Regions from separate parts of the Bicyclus anynana genome. Here region 1 is linked to region 2. The links are chromatin contacts, called in public Hi-C maps. All regions are on one chromosome and are shown on one strand. Each heading gives the region's core, a stretch centred on a gene start, on an enhancer-like site or on the middle of the called end of the contact. The rest is flanking DNA. Distances are from core to core; before and after follow the strand shown. Region 1 overlaps LOC112047231 (transcription factor cwo). Region 2 overlaps LOC112047231 (transcription factor cwo).

Region 1 (6,281 bases), core at 2,208-4,707, 38 kb before region 2:
ATATAAGTGGTAAGTAGAAGGGTTACAAAATTAACATTTATTTCATATTTTATTATAATATTAAATCCACAAACTTCTTTTATTATTATTGTTGTATTTTATTATTATTGTAAGTACATATTAATTAAAATCCGAAATTAAAATTCTAAATGGGCAAACCTAATAAAATTTCTAAAAATAGGTGTAATAAAAAAAATTGCGCTAGGTTAGTTTTCTGCAAGGTCATTATCATTAAAATAATTCAATGACATCACCGATAGGCAATATTGATTGTCAAAATCGTCTAGCGCAGCATTATTCGCGACTCTAAGGGCCAGCGCACACCAAGTACTAAGCACAAGGATACCACAAAATGGTATAAACATTTATTTTGAAAATTTCGGCGTAGGTACCTACTTATTTAAGTAGTTTTGTCTTGCGATTCTCTTATAAATGTAATTGTTTTAATGACGTGTATTATCAGTATTTTTATAGCTTGCATTTGATTACAACATTATCTAAGTATGCCTTATTAGAACCAAAACTAACCTAGAACCAAAGTCAATCTCAAGTCAAGTCAAGTCATATCTCAAAGAATCGCAACTCTGAAGTGGCAATGAGCGTGTCGTTTGGTTTGAAGAGCTGATTAACGTTGGGGTCTCAAGGCCCTGGAATGGTGACCCCGCACCGGAAAGAGCAGTGTTTGTTGACCCCCCTCTAGGTGGACCGATGACATCAAGCGGCTCGAGACTGGTGTTTGGATGTCCATACTCTCTGTTAATAATGATGACGAGAAAGCTATGAGTAAACGAAATTAAAGGTGAACGCGCTTGTATAGAAATCTATTCACTCATGCCTTGCTTTAGAAATCCATATTTTGGACATTAAGGTCACTATCCACTGCATCGTCTGTCAATCGTCTGTCAACGCGCAGTTCAGTGTGCGCTGACCCTAGACGGCGAAAGCGAACGGCTAAACGAAACTAAAATAGCTGGAACACGTGACTTGCTGGGGCCTGCACGCGCCGCCGCCGGCCTCCGCATCGCACGCCGCGCGGAACGTGACCCGCGCACACTACGACACTAACGTCGGCTGATGATAGTCGTACACGCACGCACACAGACGAATTTAAACACATTCCTAACAGGTAATAGACTAAGAGCCTGCGTAGCCGTAATATCTTATTTTATGAAAACTGTTTGTCAGCCTATGCTCCTATCTTGGGTAGCCAATTGTGGACCACCTAGTTTGGACTGTGGTTTCTTTGGAAGGTAGCAGTTTTCAAGAGTTTGGAACCGGCCAATGATTATTATGAGAAATAATGTCTCCAGTCCACCGTTCCAAAACACGGTGAAAAATCAAAATTTCAGGTCTATCTAGCAAAGGTTTCCCATGAAGCTAAAGGTCTGATGACTCTGAGGTCTAAGACATGATTCCTTATGATAACCCGTAAAAATTAAAAAAAAATACGTTTTACTCCTGGACAATTTAAGGGTCCACTTTCACACACCATGGTCCACTTTAAACTTGTTACCTTCCAAAGTCTCCATAACCCAATCTCCATAGTTGACCTATGATAGTTACTTACATAGGGTAGATATAGAGGGGCTGACGAACTTTCAACCTTCACAGAATGAGGTAAGTCAGGCTATGAAGGCTCTCGTCCTATAATGTCGGCTGATGATAGCGTACACACACATAGACGTTGTATCACGTTCGCGATCGCCTGACTGTATAGAGCAGCGCGAAGCGATCGCGATGTTTTTCGATATCGACATACATGATTCAAAATTGTAAACAGGTTCATAAAAAAATATTCAAAATGGCGGCGCTTACCCCCTCCGTGCAATGCATCACAGTCCTCATTTAATAAACCAACTAAATAATAGTGTAATTAAATTTTGTATGGTGATGAAGGAGTAATACTTGCGTAGCTGCATCGCCAGATTGTGTCCCAAGATTTTGTTATCATTTGTTTTTACTATAGTATTAATTATTTAGTTTTATTAAGTGGACTAAAGATAAGAAAGAAGTTATTGTTGCGAAACCAAAGTGGCTCATGTACATAGAGATAAATTCATAAACTGTGCGTAGCCATATCAAACGAAATTACAGATGGAAAAATCAAGTAATTATAATAGAAGAGCAGCTAACTTAGCAACCAACAGGTTGTGATAAAAGTAAATAACAAAACATAACCAAGTTATGATCGCACGCCCATTTGGGCTTGTACATTGGTTGAGGTAACGTTCGGCATGGCGTCTCCTCTCCAGAAAAGAACACACGCTTAGCTTACATTTAAGTATGAGCACGTTTATCCAGATTATGTTTTTGTCGATATTTGAATTAGTTAAAGTAGTTCTAAAAATAGCCGTTTCACACAACTTTTAAATTTAGAATCACAATAATGCGACGATTTAAAAATCTTTAAGTATCTCTGAGACTTAGAGACTAAGCGAAGCCGGATTCAAATCTGAAGTCGTGGGTTCAATACCCGCTTTTTGGGCACATTATCAGTTCTTAAAAACTTAGCGAGCGAAAGGAAATAGGAATAATAGGTACCTATCTAAATAAAATTTAATTATCAGTTTGTACAGAAAATATTAAACAAAATTCACAGAATAAAGAATGACACAGAATGACTCCATCACGCGTCTCCTTGATATCCGCACGAACTTTTTTTATAATTTATACAGCATGTTGCGCAGTATTTCCCATAACTTCCAGATGTTGACAAGTCCATTTATAGGAGCCGAACTGCATAACTAATTTTTATAACTAACCCAAAAAAAAACTTTTTGTTTCATACAAAGTAATTCAAACAATTTCGACTATCCATGTAACACTCGGAACACTCGCCTTTTGGTAAGCCTGTCGATATCGCCGAGATATTGACTGGTACTCCGCACTTCACTTGTAAGCTACTTCATGATATTTATCAATGAACAATAGCTACATTTATAAGAAGCCGTGATAGCCCAGTGGATATAACCTTTGCCTTCGATTCGGAGGGCATGCACCTCCTACACGTACATTTAAAGTAAGTAATTAAATATCACGTGGCTCAAACGCTGAAGGAAAAACATCGTGAGGAAACCTACATACCTGAGAATTTTCACAATTTTCTTCGTATGTCAAGTTTGCCAATCCGTATTAGGCCAGCTTGGGGTGCCTAACCCCTCTCATCCTCAGAGGAGACTCGTGTTTACTGTCAAACACGAGTCCTCTGAGCCATATATGGTTTGTTTATGATGATGACGACACTTATAAGTCCCGGATATAAATATTGGAATTCCCAGTTTTTGCTGCACTTTTTCTACCTAGGTACTTACGTAATTAATGTTTTTTTTTTAATTCAAATTTAAATTCAATGACATTAATCTAAGAACTATGAATGAAAGAGATAACACTGTGAAATGTGACGGGTGTGAGTGAGACAGAGGTATCGAGTCGAGCATGGAGGCAAACGTGACCGAAGCTATAACAGTTATTTATAGTTATCGTTCGCACTTACGTAAGGCGAACGAATCATACGTGGTCAGATAGGTACGAATCAGACGATCATAACAAGGATCCCCAAGACTGCGATGGACCTGCCAATGCATAGCTTTAAGCAATGTGTCAAAAAACATTTACTTAGTCGAGGTTACTACACCATTGATGAGTTCCTTAATGATAAAGATGCTTGAAGGCCATTGGATCAGTTTCCACCTTCACACAGGAAGTAAAACTATGAAAAATTGTAATGTTGTCATCAATTGTAAATTATAATATTGTGCGATTTTTTTTAAAGAGCAACTGTTGAGTTTCTTGCCGGTTTCTTCTCAGCAGAACCTACCTTCCGAACCAGTGGTAGAATCTTTACAAATAGTCAACTGACGTATCAAAAGTGCTTGTACACTGAGCCTACTTGAAATAAATGAATTTTGAACGATTTTATACTATGTTAGTATAAAATCCATTTTATGCTAACATAGATAAAATCTATTTCCGATTACCTTCATTCACAAATAGTACAGTAGTACTATTTGTGAATATGGTACTATATAATGGTACTAGTACTACGTCCCGCAGTTTCACATGAGTACTCTCTGTTCCCGTGAGAATACGGGAATAAAATATAGCCTATGCCACTCACAAATAACGTAGCTTTAAACTGGTAAAAGAATTTTTAAAATCGGTTTACTTAGTAGATCAAAGAGATTAAACTTTACCTCTTTATAATATGAGTGTTACTAGCGGACCCGGTCAAGCTTCGCTTTGACTCATTCCCTACCCCTAACTTATTCCTCTCACTACACTACACCTACACCTACCCTTCTCTACCCTACTCCCACCCTACCTCTACCCTACAACCTAGCCTTTGACTTGCCTAGCCTAGCTTTTGACGGCCTCTGTGGCGCAGTGGATTTACAAAACGGTATTAGTAGGTTTGCGAGATTTATGCACAAAGAACAATTTGACCAATGACCAATGTACTGTGTTATCTAAAGACCACGTGATGCTTGACTTGACGCATGAGTGAATCGTAAACACGTGCATCTACTTTATTAAGGGCTCACCTTCTAGCTTCAATCGGATGTCAGGTAGTGGTTCCGACTAACCAAGTTTTTAAAATGAAAATTAGCTGCTTGTTTGATCTAATCTTACTACTTCATACTCTTTTCTTTTTTTTTTTACTCTTAATCGGTTCCTAAAATAATCTTTTTAACATAAAAATGAAACCGACTTCAAAGACGTACTTCAGTTATTTTGATTTTAACACAAAATTACTAAACCGATTTTTATGACAATGAAATAGGAACCAATCTTGAAGTATACTCTTTTAAACAAAAAAATAATTATGACAATTGGTTAATAAATGATGAAATTATGAGGTACCTAACAAATATTTAAAAAAAAAACAGACGCGTCGAATTGCGAACATCCTCCTTTTTTAAAGCCGGTTAACAATATACAATTATACATTCACAAGTTCAAACGTGTGGACTGTTTTTACGGAAAACATAAAACCTACATCTTTTTAACATGGGGAAATCCTCATGGATACCTTCTCGCCACGGGGAGGCAAGAAGGTTATGTCGGACTTCAACCGACTAAAACCTTACGGTGTTCCAACTCGTCACCTGATGACTGAGTCACGGGAACATTTCGTAAACTACCGCAACCCAGCTAGCAAACATAAAACCTCCCTCCCCCATTCTTGCGGATCATGCATTTTAAACTCCTTTTGTTGCAGTATTTTTACTTCACGTTTTTATGATAAAAGTAACTTAAGCCAAACATGGCAAATATTCTTAAAAAAAAACATACCGCCAAGTAATATGCCGCGTAGAAACCGTCTAAGGTATGGATAGAATAAATTCGTATATCTTCCGAGTAAACCCATTTCTATCTTAGGACTGCATCGTCACTTAACAACAGGAGGGTTATTATGTAACTCGGTGTACCATTCAAGTAATCAGTCGCTACATCGTTTTTCATCGTATTTTCGATTTTGCAATCATCTAACATTGTGTTTTCAACGAAATGACACAATAATCGTCATTTTACGTAAAGTAACATTAGTGTAATAGTGGTAGTAGGAGATAGTATCGTTATTTTAACGAAAAACTGATATTTACGTTATTTTGTTGAAATATTCATGTCACACGATTGTTAAAACAAAACATCATTACCACTTGATGTTAAATGGCATAGTCAAGGTAATTTTGTAGAGAACTTATTAGATGATCACAAAAACGAAAATACGACGAAAATCGATGTAGTGACTCATTGTTTGAATGGTACACAATTAGACCGCAGATCACAATCTCTAACTAACTTGCTAGTTGCTAAAGAATAAAATAGTGACTAACACGAAGTAAAGGCATTAGAACCAAAGGTAGCCCCTTAAGTGTATGTCGAATAAAAATGAGCTTCACGTGTCGTTTAACGAGCATTTTTACACCGTTCTATCTCAAGTGCTTGTTTTTGTGCTCGGCGAAATTTTCCACTACAACTTGAATGAATGCAGGCGCGGAAAACGTGACTGCGTTTATTGAAACTTAAACTTTGCAAGAAATACATATTAACTGAGATTTTCACGTTATTTACACGTTATTTCCAAGTTATTTACACGATACTACATAACATAAAAAAGCTGTGATAGCCCAGTGGATATGACTTCTGCCTTCGATTCTAGAGGGCGTGGGTTAGAATCCGGTCCGGGGCATGCACCTCCAACTTTTCAGTTGTGTGCATTTTAAGAAATTAAATGTAACGTGTCTCAAACGGTGAAGGAAAAACATTTTGAGGAAACC
Region 2 (6,232 bases), core at 349-2,848:
CAGTAAAATGACAATTGCAACTGTCACTGAAATGTCATATTACTAGTAAAATAACATTTCAATGACAGTTGCACTTAAATAAATAAATCAGTGTCCAGTTGGCACAAATGAAAGCCTACTAAATATACTTAAACAACACACATCACTATCTAGCCCCAAAGTAAGCATACAAAGTAGCTTGTGTTATGGGTACTAAGATAGTTGATATTATAATATTCATATACATTTATATACTACATATAAATACTTATATAATGTATAAATACACACAGACACTGGAAAAAACTCATGCTCTTCACACAAATATTTTCCAGTTGTGGGAATCGAACCCACGGCCGTGGATGCAGAAAGCAGGGTCTCTACCCACTGCGCCACGCGGCCGTCATTTTACTGGTAAAATAACATTTCAGTGACAGTTGCACTTGTTATTTTACTGACTGAAATTAATCCTCCGACTATATAATCCAGCAGTGGAAGTCCATCAGCTTGTTATGGTGAAACGTATGCTTAAAATGTAACCCTCACAGGCATTGGTTATTGCCGCCCGCTTTCTCGCTCCCCTATTATCTTTCCTTTATATAGCTACGCAAAAACAAAGACTGTCGCTTATAGTGAGTTCTAAATATTTTGTGTATTTTGTACCAGATGACTGACGCAGCGGCGCACAACGGCACGAACGGCGCACCTCACGGCAAGATGCTGAAGCGGCGCCGCGCGCTCAAGCCTGCACCGCCCTCTGCATCCACGTCCGCCTCCACCTCCACCGAGGACGCGCCGGACACCTCGCCACAGGTAGCAGCTCACTACTACTGTACAGATGATTGACGCAGCGGCGCACAACGATACGAACGGCGCGCCTCACGGAAAGCTGCTTACTACTACTATACAGATGACTGATGCGACGCACGGCGCGCCTCACGGAAAGCAGCTTACTACTACTATACAGATGACTGATGCGACGCAGCGGCGCACAATGGCACGAATGGCGCGCCTCACGGCAAGATACTGAAACTGTGTCGAATGCTTCGCCGCAGATCTCATGTGTTTAGCTATCATATACCTAGCATTCAAATTTTCCAATTCGATTGGCAGTTGCAGTGTCTAGCGCGTTTAAACAAACATACAAAGTCTTACGATTTATAATATTAGTATATCTCCGGGTCAGTGTAGTACAATATATTAATCACCCATTTACGTATCACTTCCAGGACACGTCCAGCGAGTCTCCGCACAACCACCATTATGACAAGCCTCAGCCACCCACTCAGTACGTGCCAGTCTTCGCTCTCAATTCATTAGGTATGTATTGGTTTTATAAATCTTTACTTACATTCAGATCAGACCCAGATTAGACCTTTCGCTAGCTAGTTTCGTTTGAGGGTAAAAGTAATTCAACATATTTTATATTTGTTTCCAGGAAAATACTATGTGCCATTAAGCGTAGACTACACCTGCATAGCACGGCAACTCGGCACCATGGACTCGGACACGCGGCCCATCACGGCGTTACATCCCGTCACCATACACGTCAACTTCCCCTGCCTCAACTACCACGTCAAGCGCGAGCCGGGCGAGCGGCAGTGGCGGCCTATGTAGGCCGGGGACAGTGCCTGCCTGTCTGGACATAGGACTGATTCGACCAGTGTAGAGAGAGGACTGCGTCATCCTGTACAAACAGGGGACTGTGTCGACCTGTGTGGGCAGGGGGACTGTGTCAACAAAGTGTAGACTAAGAACTGTGCCACCCTGTGTGGACAGAGGACTGACAACCTGTGTAGGCAGGAGACTGTGTTAATTTATGTAGACAGTAGAGTACCGTCTTCTGTCTTCTTTGTGTTATGTAATAAGATTAGTTGACAAGTGCATAACGAAAGGCCATCATAACTGAAATTGATGGTGTTTGTTGAGATTAATCACCTCAACCTTAAAGCTTTGGATACAATGGATTATAAAACAAAATACTTGCTATAAAAGCCAAATCCACGCTACTTCAAGTTAATTGACGCCGATTCAAATGAAATCATAGTTTTTTAAATTCGTCAGTTTCAGCAAGTTATCTTGGATATGAAAGCAAAATTTAACACAGAAGTTATAGCAGGTTTATTAAACAAGCTTTTATTTCACAGGTTTCGTTATGTATTTGACTTGATTGGAACTTTAGTTAACTAACTTGAGTTTAAATCAACCTACACTAAGTAAGTCTATTTAGTCGTAAACAACATCTATAACCTCAGTTACATGTAATACGATTATGTCTAATTAAATAAAATATAAATATGTGCCAAAAATTAATTTCGTACAATGCTGCTGGTACAGCCGCGTACCTATTTAAATGTTTAAATAATAACATGATTTCCTGAGGAATATCGCTGTAAATCTTTGTCCTGTGCACTGCCGTGCACCTTTTTTGTTTGATAAGGGGGTACCTTGACAACATTTATCTGTAGAGATTTTGTTTAAGCTGGATTCACACGCACATACATGCTCGACGTGCAAGTAATAGTCATTCCTCGACTAAACATAATACTCGCCTCGGACCATAATTCGTTGTGAGACTGTGCATGAGTCGTAGACAGAGAAGTCTAATAAGATAATTTGTGTTCTGTAAGTTTAAAATTGACATTTCGACATCCCAAAATACTAAACTGAACCATTTTTTCATTAATATATTTTAAGCTGACTGGTTACTTATAATTTTAACAAGTTAAGGCTGGTATTCTTTGCATATATATTTACATAGTCCTACGGAAAGAAATGTATGCTTTCTGTCGGTCTATATACTTTTCTGTCTACGGTCTAGGAAATGACGTGACGTCACAGGAAATGTGAAAACGATGTCTAGCACTCTTATTTAAACTGTGTACAATACACAAACACATTGTGTGTACTGTGTATCCTATGTGTTGAGATGCCAAGAAAAAATAATTAAGATATAGCTCGGCAGTGTATTAATGGTCATTATTTAAATGCGTATCGAATAGGGGTCTAAGTGTAATATAAAAATGAAAGCTGATTTAAATTCAAAGCAGGGTGTCGGCAAATAAGGGGTGCTGTAAGAACGAATTTATTACTAAGAAAAACGGCAAAACATTTATTATTGTCTAATTTTTGGATATAGTTATTCTCATATATGATTTTTATAAATGCGACCAATTTAAGAATATACTTATTTGTTTAGAACTGGTTTCACGCTTCCAATTTCTAATATTTATGAGCTTTTGTATGAACAGAAATGATTATAGATTACACATTCATCTTGTCCATGTACTGTATTCTGTATTGTATTCTTACCAAAATTTTAAATAATAAGTAAGTATCTAGAATGCCAGCTAACAAGTAATTCCTCTGAGGAGAGGACAATCCTATTTTAAAATTAGAAGCGTTTTTAGGTACGTGTTAACTACTATCAATCTGTTAAAATGCTAACTTATTTTTTTATGTTTAGTCACAGATTTTAGATATCTAATTAGCATAACACATTTTTTTTTTAATATTTGAAAATAGAAAACGTAGGATAGAACAGTACTACAAACAATTTTCGTTAAGCATTTCAACCAGATTGTTGGTAAAATACAAATCAACTTAATTATTTTCAGAGATTTCTATATATTAATTTGTATAAAGTAGGTACCTATATAGATTATTCTTATTGTAAAGTAATATAATGTAAAGAAATTATATTTATTTAAATGTTGATACTACATTATACTTGTTACATATTATTTGCTTAAATTAAATAATTTTACATTCCATTTGCATATGAAACTTATTCTACCGGTGTAATGTGGTATTTGGTATTGATTATAAAATATTAAAAATATAGTTTAACATGAAATTTTTGTTATCTCGTTAAAGTTTATGAACAAGTTACAAGATACGATTATATCGATATATTTCTTTAAAAGTTATGCCCATCACTAAAGTCCGGCCGCTCAGAGATTGCGTTTCTGACACCTGTCAATGTCACCTTTTTAACCGACTTCCAAAAAGGAGGAGGTTCTACGTTCGGCTGTATGTATGTTTTTTTTTTTTTTTTTTTTTTTTATGTATGTCCAGCGATAATTCCGTCATTTGTGGACCGATTTTGAAAATTCTTTTTTTATTTTGAAGGGTTTGATTCCAGGGTGGTCCCATTTTTTTCATGTCAGGATCTGATGATGGCATCCTGGAGAAATCGAGGGGAACTTTCGAAAATCGTAGAGACGGCTAGTGCGTTTGTTAGTGTTTCCATAAGGTATTTTAAACCACTACACTTTTATGAAGGTCTGGAGTTGGTCTGATGATGGAGCCGAAACACAGACGATGGAACTCGACAACGATTTACAGCAGGTACCTTTTGTTTGGGCTTCATTTATTTGTATTGATGAGAACTTTCCACCTAGATGGGTTGTGACTGTATTAAGGGTCTGATGATGAAGGCGAAGGACAGTTAAGAGAACTCCTCAACGGTTCACAGTAGCTACCTTGTGTTTGGACTTGATAAATTTGTATTGATGAGAACTTTCCAACCATATAGATTGTGACTGCATAAGGGGTCTGGTGATGAAGACGGAGGACAGTCACCTTTCACGTTTTTCTGAATATTCATATTACGTGTGGATAAAGGGGGAAAGAAATTTTGTATATGAGTTAAGGTAGTATTTTTAAAATTGGGATTGTAGGACTTAGATACTTATCAGAAGAAAATTACGTTTCAACTAATTGCTTATTAATTTTTGTTCACACTCAGTAGGTGTGCTAACACTAAAAATTAAAAAATAAAAATTTTAATAAAAAAATTCAACCGACTTCCAACTCAAAAATTAACCTATACTAAAAAGCAAAAAATAACATCTTACCTATGTGCTACCTTCTGATCAGTTTGAAGGCGGTGCCAATCCAGTGTCATGTTTTAATTAAAGCCGTTTCTGAAAGAACCACAGAAATTTTGTAACTTAAACGGCTTAAATTAAAACATCACTGGCTTGGCACCGCCTTCAAACTGATCAGAAGGTAGCACATAGGTAAGATGTTATTTTTTGCTTTTTAGTATAGGTTAATTTTTGAGTTGGAAGTCGGTTGAATTTTTTTATTAAAATTTTTATTATATTAGTTAATATATTAATTCTTAATCATTTTTCCCAAAATGAACGTTATGTGGGTACGGTTATTGTAAGTTGGCAAAATTATTAAATTTTTACTCGTTATTATGGTTATTTTATGATATTTATATATCATATTGACATTGACAGGTGTCAGAAACGCAATTTCTGAGCGGCCGAACTTTAAGCATCTCCATGAGGCCAGTAAGTGCAAGCGAGATAATTGATTTATGGGCGACGAGCCAGTTCAGCTTACTATAAGTAGATTGTGAGCCTGATTACAGTTCGAGGCTCCCTTGTCATCAGGTATGAATATTTCCGCAAACTATGCATTGCATTATTTGTATACTCAGAGGCAAAAATAATCATATTTCAAAATTAGTCATATTAAAGAGGGCGGGTAATTGTGCCTCTGAGTATATTATTAAACTTATTTATTATGATTCGATAGTGACGTTGAGCGTTAGGTATGGATCTATAGGTTACACTCTATACCGTTAACCATGTAGGTATCTTAAGTATCTCCTTTAATAGTTAATCAATGCAATATGGGTATTTTACTGACCATGGTGCCATCACCCTGGTTACTCTGAACAGAAAACTTTGTAACCATTTCGGCTGACAGCAACCAAATACCCAGATGGTAACAAAAAGATTTTTAGGTCATTTACTTACCATGTTCTGGTTTTTTACATATTATAAAGAAATAAATATGTACATTTATATTATTATCTATATTTTTGTATAATTAGGTAATTGTTGGTGAAAGTGAACACAGAAGACTGTAACACTTGGTGAAGATAATATTTTAGTGTTGTTAGTTCCGGCTGTGATATAAGAATGTACCTACTAGTCAAGTGCAGTAATCCTTGACAAAGTTGATTTTTGGAACATTATTTTTGTTATAAGACTTGTAGATTTTATATGGTAACGCTAGATTTAGAAATATGTCTATATTATAAATATTCAGACTAAAAGGAAATAAATGCCCTAGCTTGAGATTCAAATAGAATCTATTTTCTATTTTTCCTTAGTCTGTGTTATCTATTAAGAGAGAAATTGTCGCCATTTTTCATTTTGTTTTGGACTAGCAACACGATAAACTATTATTTTATTTTTGTGTTATTTTGTTAGTCATAATTTTCAAAGAT

What was found. Hi-C and Micro-C count contacts between places; a contact is called where the count stands out from the background.
Region 1: a Hi-C map of whole larva shows a contact between it and region 2, with 3 times the contacts expected there. The contact joins two enhancer-like sites. A contact is called at or near these places in 2 of 2 Hi-C or Micro-C datasets (whole body and whole larva).

The regions. Positions count from the first base shown.
Region 1 is chr7:16,166,982-16,173,262 of ilBicAnyn1.1, reverse strand. All of the region lies in intron 1 of LOC112047231 (transcription factor cwo), which reads left to right. Among protein-coding and RNA genes, the nearest start is that of LOC112047231, 4.7 kb to the left of the region's middle. Within about 2 kb of position 3,457, at least 2 of the 8 cell types and tissues checked have open chromatin away from gene starts, as enhancers often do.
Region 2 is chr7:16,126,872-16,133,103 of ilBicAnyn1.1, reverse strand. It overlaps LOC112047231 (transcription factor cwo), which reads left to right. Exons shown (of 9, transcript XM_024084268.2): 7 at 646-792; 8 at 1,209-1,299; 9 at 1,418-6,232. The coding sequence ends at 1,596. Among protein-coding and RNA genes, the nearest start is that of LOC112047238, 31 kb to the right of the region's middle. Within about 2 kb of position 1,598, at least 8 of the 8 cell types and tissues checked have open chromatin away from gene starts, as enhancers often do.